Regions from separate parts of the Mus musculus genome. Here region 2 is linked to region 1. A link is a contact called in public HiChIP or PLAC-seq data. All regions are on one chromosome and are shown on one strand. Each heading gives the region's core, a stretch centred on a gene start, on an enhancer-like site or on the middle of the called end of the contact. The rest is flanking DNA. Distances are from core to core; before and after follow the strand shown.

Region 1 (6,477 bases), core at 2,253-4,752:
TGTCTGGGAACGATGCCTTCTGTGTGTGTGGAGGAGAAAGGACTCTGTTCTTTTCAGTCTTGTTAGTCTTACAACTGGGTGGCAGAGTGAGGCGAGATCCATGTGCCTGGCCAGGGCTCCCCTCACACAGAATCCCACAGTTCATGGGTGTATTCCTGGCCAGGTCCACATGGGTTTCACTCAGCACCTTCCAGGGCATGGTTATGTATGCTTTCTGCTGGGGGCAGCTGCATCCTGGCTTGACTAGGGTCAAGCCTAGTGCTAAGGCCAAGCTCAGGCAGCAACTCTGTATGTTGTGTCCTCCTGACTCAGGAAACTGTATCCCTTTGGTTAGTTAGTTAGGTCAGACTGTTGCTATTGAGATACGAATGGAAACAGTGTGTGCTTGTCATTTCTGCTTTCCCCAGATCCTGAGCAAAATGAAGGGACTCGCACTGGACACTGAGGCAGAGCTGGAACGCCAGGATGCGGCTCTGGATGGCATCACCGTAGCTGTGGACCGGGCAACCCTGAATGTGGACAAGCAAAACCGGCGTATGAGAAAGCTGATGTAGTGGGGCAAGCTGTAAACAGCCACCCCTGGCATGGCTCTGCTGATTCTATTGCTATTAGCCCTTTTCCTTTCCCCTGAGACCCGGGAAGCCATTCTGGGTACTGTGAAACTATGAGGCCCTACCTGGGAACTACACCTTCCTAGGATGGGCCAGGAGAGGCCACAATATGCATGAGCATGTATGTTTCCCGGGGCCCTAAGCATGAGGGCCATGTCCTGTTCAGGCAAGAATCGCCACCGTAGCGTAGCCATCCTTCCTGTCCACACTGAGACCCCGGCGTTGAGCTGCCATTGTGGCATCATGTTGTCACATCATATTGTCATCTTTTCACCATTTTTGCCAAACAGTAGAGAAAAATGTCAGTCATTCTGGTCTGGCTCTGCCATCCACTTGCCAGAAACATCAATTCCCCCTTCAAATGCTGCTGTAGCCCCTGCCACCTTTTCCTGATCATCAGTTAGAGTTCTGTAACCAGTAGCCTCTGTGTGTGCGTAATAAAAGAATGTTTATTCGATGACTTACATCAGAGGAGCCGGGTCTATAACAGCCATGTGCACACTGGAGAAACAGAGACCATTATAGCTGCCCAGTCCAAGAGTCTGGAGCCCTCAGCAGCCCCAGTGCTGAAGGCGTGGAAGCTCCTGGAATCACTGGTATTGGTTCTGCATTAAAAGATCAAAGCTAGTGGAGGCTGGTGTTAGCAGAGGATGGTGGCAGCCATGCATTCTCAGTCAGAGAGAGGCCTGCACACTCAGCATGCACTGCCTCCTTCCGCCTCCCATTTGGGTCCACAGTCAGGGCAGCTCTTTCCCTAACCACTGTCCCTCTGGAAGCACCCCCACAAACACACAGGGATGTCTCAACACTCCCAGACATCTCTTAATCTAGTAAGTTGTTGGCCAAGACCAGCATCCTTCTGGCCTTGCCCTGGCAGCAGCCTTTTCTCTCCACATGCTTGGTGACTGACTGCAGTCATGGGTGCAGCCCAGTCCAGCTCAGATGCTCACTGTGGACCTCTCCACTCTGACCTGAAGCAGGAGCATGGTGCCACTCTCCCAGTTTCCTGACCCAGGCTATTCAGAATGTGACAAGGTGCCTGCTTTAGAAGTGGCCCACACTGTCCTGCTGTTGCCCTTTGCTTGATCCTGTGTTTTCAGTGAGCATTCTCAGCTTACTGCTCAGAGCTGCTTCCACCAGCCCCTTTGCCACGGGCTACTGGGGACTCCTGCATGGGCTTGATTATTTGGGGAGAGGGTCTTGTGGGTTGTTTTTTTGTTTGTTTGTTTGTTTTTGTTTTTCTTGAAACAGGTTCTCAGTCTAGTCCAAGCTGGCCTCAGACTTGCAGCAATCCTCCTGCCTCCAGGTGCTAGGATTTTAGGTCCATACTACCTCCCCTGGCCCCCTCGTGTATTTACTGAGTGGATAGCAGATGGCTGGTATGTGGCTATATCTGCAGTGTGCAGTGATGGGATCAGACAGGCACAGCTTCCACCTCTCAGTCCTGCATGTTGGAGCCTGTGTGTTCTCCTCCCCATCTTATGAAGAGCACAGTGAACTGCCAGGCACTGTAGTGTCACTAACACTACAGTGTTCTGGAGCACCTGGTTTACTCCTCCTGCCTACCTCTGCTTCACTCCCATTCCCCAGCCTTCCTCCTCCTGTTCTCTCCACTCCTTCCCCTCCTCTGCTCCCCACCCCCTCCACTCAGTGCTCCTGGGAGACCTTGAACATCCAGCACTTGTCTTTGTGTGCCTGGCTTGATTTATAAAGCACTGTGTCCTCCTGGGTTAGCCATGTTGTTGCAAATGACAGGATTTCATTCTTTTTCACCACTGAATGCTGATCTATTTATCTATATCGTGGTAATTGTTTCTGCTGGTGCTAAGAGCCAACTTAGGGCCTTGTGCATGTTAGGCAAGCATTTACCATTGAGATGCACCCCCAGCCCTGGGCCTTTTGAGACTGGGTATCACTGTGTATCCCTAGCTGACTTCTCACTTGAGATCTTCCCAACTCTGCCTCTTGAATGTTGGGGTTTTAGGCTTGTGCCCCTACTTACAACACCTACTACATTTTTTTTTTATCCATTCATACCACAAGACTTCACTCATGTGGAAGCTGGAAAATCTGATCTCATGGGAACAGAGGATGGAATAGTAATTACTAGAGCCAGGGACAGGGAAATGGGCACAGAATTAAAGTCAAACAAGCAGTATGCTCTGGTATTCTATTTAGCAGAGAGACTAGAATGAGCAATGGGTATTATTTCAGACCAGCTGGAAGAGAGTTCTCACCTCAGAACTGATGGATTCCTGAGGGTATGGACTCTCACCACCTGATCTGACAGCACACTATGGATGTGTTAAGAAAGCAAGTTGAGCCGGGCAGTGGTGGTGCACGCCTTTAATTCCAACACTCGGGAGGCAGAGGCAGGCGGATTTCTGAGTTCAAGGCCAGCCTGGTCTACAGAGTGAGTTCCAGGGACAACCAGGGCTACACAGAGAAACCCTGTCTCAAAAAGCAAAATAAAAAAAAAAAAGAAAAGAAAGAAAACAAGTTGAGGGCTGGAGAGATGGCTCAGTGGTTAAGAGCATTGCTGTTCTTCCAAAGGTCCTGAGTTCAAATCCCAGCAACCACATGGTGGCTCACAACCATCCATAATGAGATCTGACACCCTCTTCTGGGGTGTCTAAAGACAGCTACAGTGTATTCACATATAATAAATAAATAAATCTTTAAAACCAAACAAAACAAGAAATCAAGCTGAGCAAGCCAGTAACATCCCTCCATGGCCTGTGCATCAGCTCCTGCCTTCTGCCCTGCTTGAGTTCCAGTCCTGACTTCCTTTGGTGATGAACAGCAACATGGAAGTGTAAGCTGAGTAATTCCTTCCTCCCCAGCTTGCTTCTTGGTCATGATGTTTGTGCAGGAATAGAAACCCTGACTAAGACAAATTGTGTTGATTACAGACAAGGCCGCGAGGCTGGATCAGTGGCCCAGTGGTTAAGGACACTGGCTATTCTCACAGAGGACCTGGGTCCAAGGGATCTGATGTCCTCTCACGGGCACCAGGCACACACAGGGTGGACAGATACGTTCAGGCAAAACATGCATACACAAAAAGTAAAAACAAAAGTAACGCCCAGAAGGTGGTGTGTGGGGACATGTGGCTTTCACACGAGGCTTTCCCCTGAGGTTCCACACATTGTACACCCACACATTGTGAATGGGTAGAGCACCACCCAACAGCCCCTCAAGACATGTTCTAACATTTTGAGAAACTGATCCCTGTACAGCAGTCAGTGAGATTTGTGTGGTCTGCAAGTTGAGGCACTGCCCCAACCCAGGGCCAGAAGGGACCTCCGTGAAGGCCTGGGGCTGGCCTGGCGTCCCAACCACAGGCTGATGAGCTGCATGTAGGTGCCAGGACGCTTGGTCGTAGGCACCTTTCCACATCCATGTCTTATGCCCCTGGCACCTTCTCAAAAGTTGATTCTGTTCGGGAGGATTCTTCCCCTTGGTCCTTCTGAATAGAAACAGCCACGGCTTTACTCACTCCTGACCCACAGGACCTGTCAGCCTTCTCTCCCCTCCGGGGCCTCCAGACACGCTAACAGGGTTTGGGATAGGCAGATTCAATGGTGAGCTTGCTTTGCGTGCATTTCTCTGGTCACAGGGAAGTAAATGCCTTAGGAGTCCCCCACATTAAGCCCCTTTCCCTGTGCCACTGGAATGTGGAGTCAAGACACAAACATGGGAGTGGCTAGCAGGCCCCAGTTTGGGCACTCAGGGCTCCAGACTTGAGAGGTTCTTCTGGGGAGTGTGCAGAGTGTCCTGTGTGCAGAGTGTCCTGTGTGTGCCAGTGTAGAGCAGGGACACAAGTTACTGGAAATTGCTCTGGAGGCACGATGAGTCGAGCACTCATGGGACACAGCTTGGAGTGGGGCAGGGGGTACCTCAGGGTCCTAAGACCCTGATCATGTTTGTCAAATGTAGCACATCTTAATACTTGTTTTGTTTGCCTGGTTTTTGTTGTTGTTCTTTTGGGGTTTTTTTTTTTCCTTCCTCTTTTGAGTGCCACTTCCTTAGGTCTCACTATGTAGCTCTGGCTAGCCCTGGCTAGCCGACACACTGAGTACACCAGGCTGCCCTCTAACTCGCAGAGGTCCTCCTGCCTCTTCCTCCTCTCCTGAGTGTAGGGATTAAAGGCATGTGCCACCATGCCTGACTTAGTTCAATACTTTTATTGTGCTTGTATGCACAATAGACCCTGTTCTTGAGAGGAGACCTCCAACAGGGTCTCTTTATGTAGGCCAGACTAGCCTCACACTCAAAGTCCTGCCTCACCTCCTCAGAGGTAGGAATACAGATGTGTTACCACCATCTGTCTGCTGTTGATAGAAATAGATGTTTGCCAGGCCCCCTGAGCTTTTAGGATTTTCCTGAGAATCTTTCTGTAGGCCTGTGAGACAGAGACAGCTCAGGAGGAGCCAGTATGCAGAGCAGAGCAAGGCTGCCAAGCCCAGCATGCGATAGAGACACTCAGAGATGACCCCTCTGTATACCCTGCCTTCCTGGTCAGTGCACCCCACAGATACACTGTCTGGTAGACTGCACTGCACACAAGGAGAAGCTGACTCTGGAGTAGAAAGATGGGAAGGCACAGGGATTGTTAGAGCAGGGGACACCAAGCACAACAATCAGGCACAAAGAGATACCTTCAACATGACAACCTGCATGCCAGAGCCTGCACCTCATTGTCAGCAGCACACAGCGCATAGAAAACACCTAGGTGCCTGTTCATCCATGCCCCACTTGACTTCTGACTCAGCGTGCAGAGTTCAGCACTGCAGGAAGCTCCCTGCCTGCAGGACACACACCTTCCTAGGTGACTCTCATCCACTGCAGGACCCAGGTGAGGATGGCGCTGGTCTTACTACGATGGAGCCTCACACTAGGCTAAGTCGTCACTGTCCTTCATAGTCACACAGGATGGCGTCTCCCCTGTCCCTGACTCCTCAGCATAGTCAACAGACTCTAATTCTCTTCCTCCAGTTAGTTGCCACATCCCAAAGGTTCCACAAACTCGTAACAGTGCCACCGGCTGAGAATCCAATCTCCTGACACATGAGCCACAGGAGATATCTTATATACAAGCCATAGCTCCAGACAGACAAAATCTTGTCAATAGTAGCCCTGACTTGTTCTCAGAGAGATGGAGGTCAGAAACTTTAAAAATAAAACAAAACAAACAAAAAAGGGCAAAGTTTCTGTGAAAGAATACAGTAAATGTAAGTTTACTAAAAATAAATGAGCTAACATATCTGCATTTGTCTATGTGCATAGTGTGAGTAATGACAGCCATGATGCAAAAGACTCATAGATAGAAATACTTTGGTGATAGGGTGATAGAAATATTTTGTAATTTCTAACAATTCATTTTTTTTGAAAGATTTATTTCTTATATGTAAGTACACTGTAGCTGTTGTCTTCAGACACCCCAGAAGATGGCGTCAGATCTCATTATGGATGGTTGTGAGCCACCATGTGGTTGCTGGGATTTGAACTCGGGACCTTCAGAAGAGCAGTCGGTGCTCTTAACTGCAGAGCTATCTCTCCAGCCCCTAACAATTCATTTTTATTTTATGTGTGATGTTTGCACACACACACACACACACACACACACCTGTATATCCTCATGCATGCCTGGTGGCCAGAGGTCAGAGAAGGATGGTGGGGTCTGTGGGGCTGGAGTTACAGAGGGTTGTGACTGAGAATTGAACCTGGGTCCTCTGAAAGAGCCTCCAGTGCTCTTAGCCACCAAGCCATCTCTCCAGCTCCCTGCCCCATTTTTGAGTCAGAGTCTCACTATGTAGTCATGACTGACCCGGGATTGGGAAGTAGAACAGGCTGGTCTCAAATT
Region 2 (6,477 bases), core at 2,548-5,047, 68 kb before region 1:
TTATTATATGTAAATACACTGTAGCTGTCTTCAGATACACCAGAAGAGGGAGACAGATCTCCTTATGGATGGTTTTGAGCCACCATATGGTTGCTGGGATTTGAACTCCGGACCTTCAGAAGAGCAGTCGGGTGCTCTTACCCACTGAGCCATCTCACCAGCCCCCTTTTAACTTTTTTATGTGGTTTCTAGAAAATTAAAAATTATAGGGCTCTGCCGGAGGAAGCTGCGCGGGCCTGAGCTGCGTCCACCGGCCGCCTCCGCTGCCGCTACGCCTCTGTCAGCCTCGTTTGGTCCGGCTTGACCTGGTCCGGCCGGCCTGGGCTCTGCGGCCGCGAGGTCGCGGCTCCCGATGGAAATCCTATGACAGACAGTTTGGGTGATATCTGCAGGAAAGATCTTTAAACATTACAGAAGACAATAAACGCTAATGCATTTGAGAAAACGATAAAAATTGGGGGTAGGGAAAAAAGCAACTGTTTCTGCAACTTTGCTGGATGTTAAGATGTCCGTGGACATGAACAGCCAAGGGTCTGACAGCAATGAAGAGGACTATGACCCAAACTGTGAGGAAGAGGAAGAAGAGGAAGAGGACCCTGGGGACATAGAGGACTACTTACTATGTGGAGTAGCCAGTGATGTGGAGCAGCAGGGGGCTGATGCTTTTGATCCCGAAGAGTATCAGTTCACTTGCTTGACCTATAAGGAGTCTTAGGGCGCCCTCCATGAACATATGACCAGCTTAGCCTCTGTCTTAAAGGTATCTCATTCAGTTGCAAAACTTATATTAGTTAATTTCCACTGGCAAGTCTCAGAGATTCTGGACAGGTACAGGTCTAATTCTGCTCAGCTGCTTGTTGAGGCTCGAGTTCAACCTAATCCATCCAAACATGTCCCCACAGCCCATCCCCCTCACCACTGTGCAGTGTGTATGCAATTTGTGTGGAAGGAAAACCTGCTCTCTCTGGCCTGCCAACATCAGTTTTGCCAAAGCTGTTGGGAGCAGCATTGCTCAGTGCTTGTCAAAGATGGTGTTAGTGTAGGAATCTCATGTATGGCTCAGGATTGTCCACTTCGAACACCAGAGGACTTTGTATTTCCCTTGCTTCCCAATGAAGAATTGAGAGATAAATACAGGCGCTACCTCTTTAAGGACTATGTGGAGAGCCATTGCCAACTCCAGCTGTGCCCCGGTGCAGACTGCCCCATGGTTATCCGGGTACAGGAGCCTAGAGCCCGCCGAGTGCAGTGCAATCGGTGCAACGAGGTCTTCTGTTTCAAGTGTCGACAGATGTATCATGCCCCCACAGACTGCACCACAATCTGGAAATGGCTCACCAAGTGTGCAGACAACTCCGAAACAGCTAACTACACTAGTGCTCACACTAAAGACTGTCCCAAGTGCAACATCTGCATCGAGAAGAATGGAGGCTGTAATCACATGCAATGCTCCAAGTGTAAGCACGACTTCTGCTGGATGTGTCTAGGAGACTGGAAGACGCATGGTAGTGAGTACTATGAATGTAGTCGGTACAAGGAGAATCCTGACACTGTCAACCAGAGTCAGCAAGCACAGGCCAGGGAGGCCCTCAAGAAGTACTTGTTCTATTTTGAGAGGTGGGAAAATCACAACAAAAGCTTGCAGCTGGAGGCACAAACATACCAGCGGATTCATGAGAAGATTCAGGAGAGGGTTATGAACAACCTGGGAACTTGGATTGACTGGCAGTACCTACAGAATGCCGCCAAGCTCTTAGCCAAGTGTCGATATACCCTGCAGTACACCTATCCATATGCATACTACATGGAATCCGGTCCCAGGAAGAAGCTGTTTGAATACCAGCAGGCTCAGCTGGAAGCTGAGATCGAAAACCTTTCATGGAAAGTTGAGCGTGCAGACAGCTACGACAGAGGGGACTTAGAAAACCAGATGCACATAGCAGAGCAGCAGAGAAGAACCCTGCTAAAGGATTTTCAAGACACCTAAACTGGGCTGTGGCTGTGCCGGGGTGAGGAAGATGTAGCTGTGAGGCCGCCCGGCTGCCGTCCTGCAGGCTGCAGGCTCTGCCTTTCACCACCCAGGCAACAGCCAGGGCCCCACTCCTGAAAGACACTGGCAACACACCTCTTAGCCGATTTGTTTTCTCCTCATCTTTTTTATTTTTATTTCTACCAGGGTAGAGGCCGTGTTGAGCTGGCCTCTAATGAGGACTTTAAATTTCCCCTGGATGGTTGTTGGGCGGGAGGGGACTTTTTTTTCTGAATGGCTATTAATAGTATTAGATCATTACAACTTATGTAATTTTCAAAGGTTGTGCGATTATAAGGGAAAGAGGCAAACCATAGATAACACAGAGCCCGATTAAAATAAATTGGCATTGGAGTGCTTCACCCTTTAAAAAAAAATTATAGATGTGGCCCTTCATTAACTTCTATTCGAAGCTGGGCAGTGGGGGCGCATGCCTTTAGTCCCAGCACTTGGGAGGCAGAGGCAGGCGGATTTCTGAGTTCAAGGCCAGCCTGGTCTACAGAGTGAGTTCCAGGACAGCCAACATTACACAGAGAAACCCTGTCTCGAAAAACCAAAAAAAAAAAAAAAAAAAAAAAAAAACCAAACAAACAAAACTTCTATTCAACATTGCTATCTTAGAGGAGTGCCTTCCCTTTTAAAGCTCAGGCTAGCTCCTTGTTTTGGCCAGAGCTCTCTAGATGAACAGAGCTGATAGTATATATATAATTTATTAGAGTGCTTTACAGGCTGTGGTTCAGCTAGTTCGATACTAGCTGTCCCCCAACAGAGAGCTGTGGGCAACCCATGGGGACGGATGTCTCTGTTGGTCCTCAGTAGACACTGGAACCCTAAAGAAGTAGATTCTAATAGCAGCAAAGGCATGCTTTGGTGGCAGGGGAGACAGACTTGCCAATGGGAGGGGAGACAAGCAGGTAAGGAGCAGGAGCTTCCTTCTTCCACATTGCATCATATAGCCTGTCATGAAGGTGTGCTTCAGGGTTAGAGTAGGTCCTCTAACCTCAGATGATCCAGTCAAGAAAAATCGCTCACAAGCATTCCCAGCCTCTCGGGTTTTAGTTGATTCTAGACGTAGCCAAGGTGACAACCAACAATAGCCATTACAGTCCTCAAGCTAGGAAGATTATGACATCTAAATTTTTAAAAATGAGGGCTCTGGCTCAGTTGGCAGAGTCCTTGTTTAGAATACAAGAAGTCCTTAGCAGGATCCCCAGTGATGCATAATAGCACACATGTCCTTCTAGCACTCCAAAGATGGAGGCAAGCAGATCCGGGGGTTCAAGGCTGGCCTGAACTGTATTTGAGGCAAGCTACACGAGACCCTCCCTGTCTCAATGTATTCACAATAAAAATTTCAAATAATTGTCATGTTAGGAATTTCCAGTTGTAAATAGCATATGTGTGTGTGTGTATGTATATGTGTATATCTATCTATCTATCTATCTATCTATCTATCTATCTATCTATCTATCTCTATCTCTATCTCTCTCTCTATCTATCTATCTATATGTTATTGTTCCATGGATATGTTTCTGTAGGTAAAGTACAAGTGTGTCCTGTCCTGGCAGGGCCATTGCTAGAGTGCAAACAAATCTTGTCCCGTAAGTATCTCTCTGTCAAAGGTTAGATTACATCCCTAATCACTCAAGGATTGGGGGCGTGTCCAAACCCTTCGTCTATCAGAGTGGAATTGTCCAATCAGGCCGCAGCTCGAGCGGAGGGGCGGGGCAGGATGCTTTACTCTCGCGGTGTTTGGTTCTTTTCACTGTTTAGTTCTTGTTCAGGTTCCGTTTCTTCAGGTTCTATGTCTGGCTCACAGTTGTGTATGGTGGCTCCGCTGTAGCTAGCGTCCTTATGAGGTGCAGACGACGACGATGCGGGACAGCAGAAATTCGGAAATGGTGAGCGTTCCGGCCGACGCTGGCTACAGCCAACCAGTACCAGCCGCAGGGAAGGCCTCCGTAGCTGGTGTCTGCGGCCCGATCCCGGTGCTGTCCGGTGTCCTGGGTGTCCTGGGTCCCCTCGCTTCCCATCTGCCCTCGCGGCGGCCTGACCGACTCACCTCAGGACTTGGGGCGTCATGGCCGACCCACCTTAGGACTTGGGACGCTGGCTTCTTGGTTGTGGGTTCCCGCCCTTCAGCCATGGCTGGGCTTTCCCGAGTCTTGGAAAGTGGGGTCTCAATCTATTTACTCTTCGCCTGCCTGTCCCACGCCCCCGTGTTCACAGTGAAGTCCCAAAATTCCAGTCTTTAGGGCCGTCCCCCCGCTAGTCTCAGGACATCGATGGTTGGTTAGTAGGAAAAAGCCGAGAGAGATTTCGTCAGTGCGGGCACCGTAGAAGCGGGACAGATGAAGGGTCTAGGACACTCCTACCCCAATTGATCTTTGGACAGGAGCTTTAGGCTTAAATAGAGGAAGGCCAGACCAAAAAAAAAAAAAGCTTAAACACAGCAGCCTAATGTAAGGTGGGCCCCGCCCATCTTTGTCTCCGCTCATTTGAGACCTGAAGGGGACTAGGTGTTTCTCTGGAGATAGCTCCTGCTTCTGTGAAGGGCTGTCCTTCCATGAATCCTGGGTGACTGCAGGTTAAGGACCATAACTTATCTCTGTGCCCTCAGCGGCAGAGTGAAGGCCGGGATGCCAGGCGGTCATCCCGCCTTTATTTGTGGCTGTATGTGGATACACACACGTGTGTGGGTGTCTGAGGAAGTCAGAAGACGGTGTCAGATTCCCTGGAGCTAAAGGTATGGGCGGTTATGAGCTGCCCCAAAGTGGTTGCTGGAAACTGAACTCCATCCAGCTTTCTTCAAGAGCAACAAATGCTCTTAACCACTGAGCCATCTCTGCAGTGCCCCCCGCCCCCAACAGTTTCAGTACCAGTATTTTCAAATGCCAACTTCTACTGTAAAAGGTTTTAAAAGTGACAACCATTACTGTTTATTTTCGTTGCTAAATAAATAGAAATTGACACAATATCTTTTTCATTTCCTATTAGTAATGGTCCCAGGTTCAGAACTGCCAGATGCTGACAAATTTCTTATAGCTGCCATATGTCCTAGCCTAAAGTTGACCTTTCATCATCCACTTAGACAGCAGCCTGAGATCTGGGGTGAAACCTCTTCGAGGAGCAGCTAGAGGACCTGGAGCTGGAGCAATCGAATAGTCCTCATCTCAATAGTTCATTTTTTTCCTTGTTTTTTAAATACTTATGTATATGAGTACCCTATTGTTGTCTTCAGTACACCAGAGGAGGGCATCGGATCCCATTACAGATGCTTGTGAGCTACCATGTGGTTGCTGGGAATTGAACTCAGGACCTCTGGAAGAGCAGTTAGAGCTCTTAACTGCTGAGCCATCTCTCCAGCCCCCTCCTTTTTTTTTAAGATTTATTATTATACATAAGTACACTGTAGCTGTCTTCAGATGCACCAGGAGAGGGCATCAGCTCTCATTACGGGTAGTTGTGAGCCACCATGTGGTTGCTGGGATTTGAACTCAGGACCTTTGGAGGAGCAGTCAGTGCTCTTACCCACTGAGCCATGTCGCCAGCCCCCCCCCCTTTTTTTAAAGGATTTATTTATTGTGTATACATCTTCTGCCTGCATGTATGCCTGCAGGCCAGAAAAGGGCAGCAGATCTTATTATAGATGGGTTGAGGCACAATGTGGTTGCTGGGAATTGACTTCAGGACCTCTGGAAGAGCAGGCAGTGCTCTTAACCGCTGAGTCGTCTCTCCAGCTCCGTAGTTAATTCTTAGGGACATTGTCTCCCTCTAAGCTTAGCTCCACTCCTAGGAATCATTGTTTAGTTAGGTGCTGGTGAATGTGGGCCTCAGAGCAGCACTTCCTGCCATCTCCAGTCTCTCAGTTGTTAGGGGAGAAAACCTTCTCTCAAGGGATTAGAAAGAAAACCTCCAGCGCGCAGTGGGGCAGAAGCTGACACTGTGTTTGAGTCAGTCCAGGGTCTCCCGAGGTGTGGCTGGTGAGGTTTTCAGCAGCACTAGGGTGAGGGAACAGCCTTTTTTGGCACTTGATCCTGACAGGTCTGTCTGGTCTTCAGGACTTGCCCCCTTTTTTATAGTCATCACCTTGAGATCGTTGCACATTTATTTGAATCTCAGCTTTTCAATAAGTATGAATTGTACTCAGAGCTGAATAAGGTAAATATTCTTTTGAGACAGGGTTTCTCTGTGTAACCCTGGCTGTCCTGGAGCTCACTTGGTAGACCAGGCTGGCCTGGAACTCAGAGATCCACCTGCCTCTGCCTCCCGAGTGCTGGGATTAAAGCTGTGTCTCTCAGCAAGGTGGATATTCTTGAAGCTAGCAAGAAGTAGTTTTCAACAACAACAAAAAGTAGAGCTTCACTTCCTCTGATTTCTTTTTAACTCTTTGCTTCCCCTAGCATAAGCAGTAACATTTCTGGGATGTTTTGATTGGGGCAAGTCAG

Evidence for each region. HiChIP or PLAC-seq counts read pairs in DNA pulled down with a chosen protein or histone mark.
Region 2: an H3K4me3 HiChIP or PLAC-seq map of bone marrow-derived macrophages shows a contact between it and region 1, with 2.1 times the contacts expected there. The contact joins the promoter of Zfp867 here to the enhancer-like site in region 1. A contact is called at or near these places in 1 of 39 promoter capture datasets (macrophages), 1 of 15 datasets of contacts at CTCF or cohesin (CD8 T cells), 6 of 484 Hi-C or Micro-C datasets (the AML12 cell line, B cells, the G1E-ER4 cell line and 3 more), 7 of 115 datasets of contacts at active chromatin or transcription factors (the HPC-7 cell line, bone marrow-derived macrophages, embryonic fibroblasts and 2 more) and 2 of 9 other capture datasets (adipose tissue and liver).

Annotation. Positions count from the first base shown.
Region 1 is chr11:59,401,741-59,408,217 of GRCm38.p6, reverse strand. It overlaps Snap47 (synaptosomal-associated protein, 47), which reads left to right. Exons shown (of 5, transcript NM_144521.3): 5 at 408-1,077. The coding sequence ends at 554. Among named protein-coding and RNA genes, the nearest start is that of Prss38, 29 kb to the right of the region's middle. Within about 2 kb of position 3,502, at least 4 of the 459 cell types and tissues checked have an H3K27ac peak or open chromatin away from gene starts, as enhancers often do. A contact at or near this core is called in bone marrow-derived macrophages, where this site is marked.
Region 2 is chr11:59,469,794-59,476,270 of GRCm38.p6, reverse strand. Zfp867 (zinc finger protein 867) reads left to right here and starts at 3,797. Exons shown (of 4, transcript NM_178417.3): 1 at 3,797-3,930. The coding sequence starts at 3,904. It also overlaps the pseudogene Gm12263.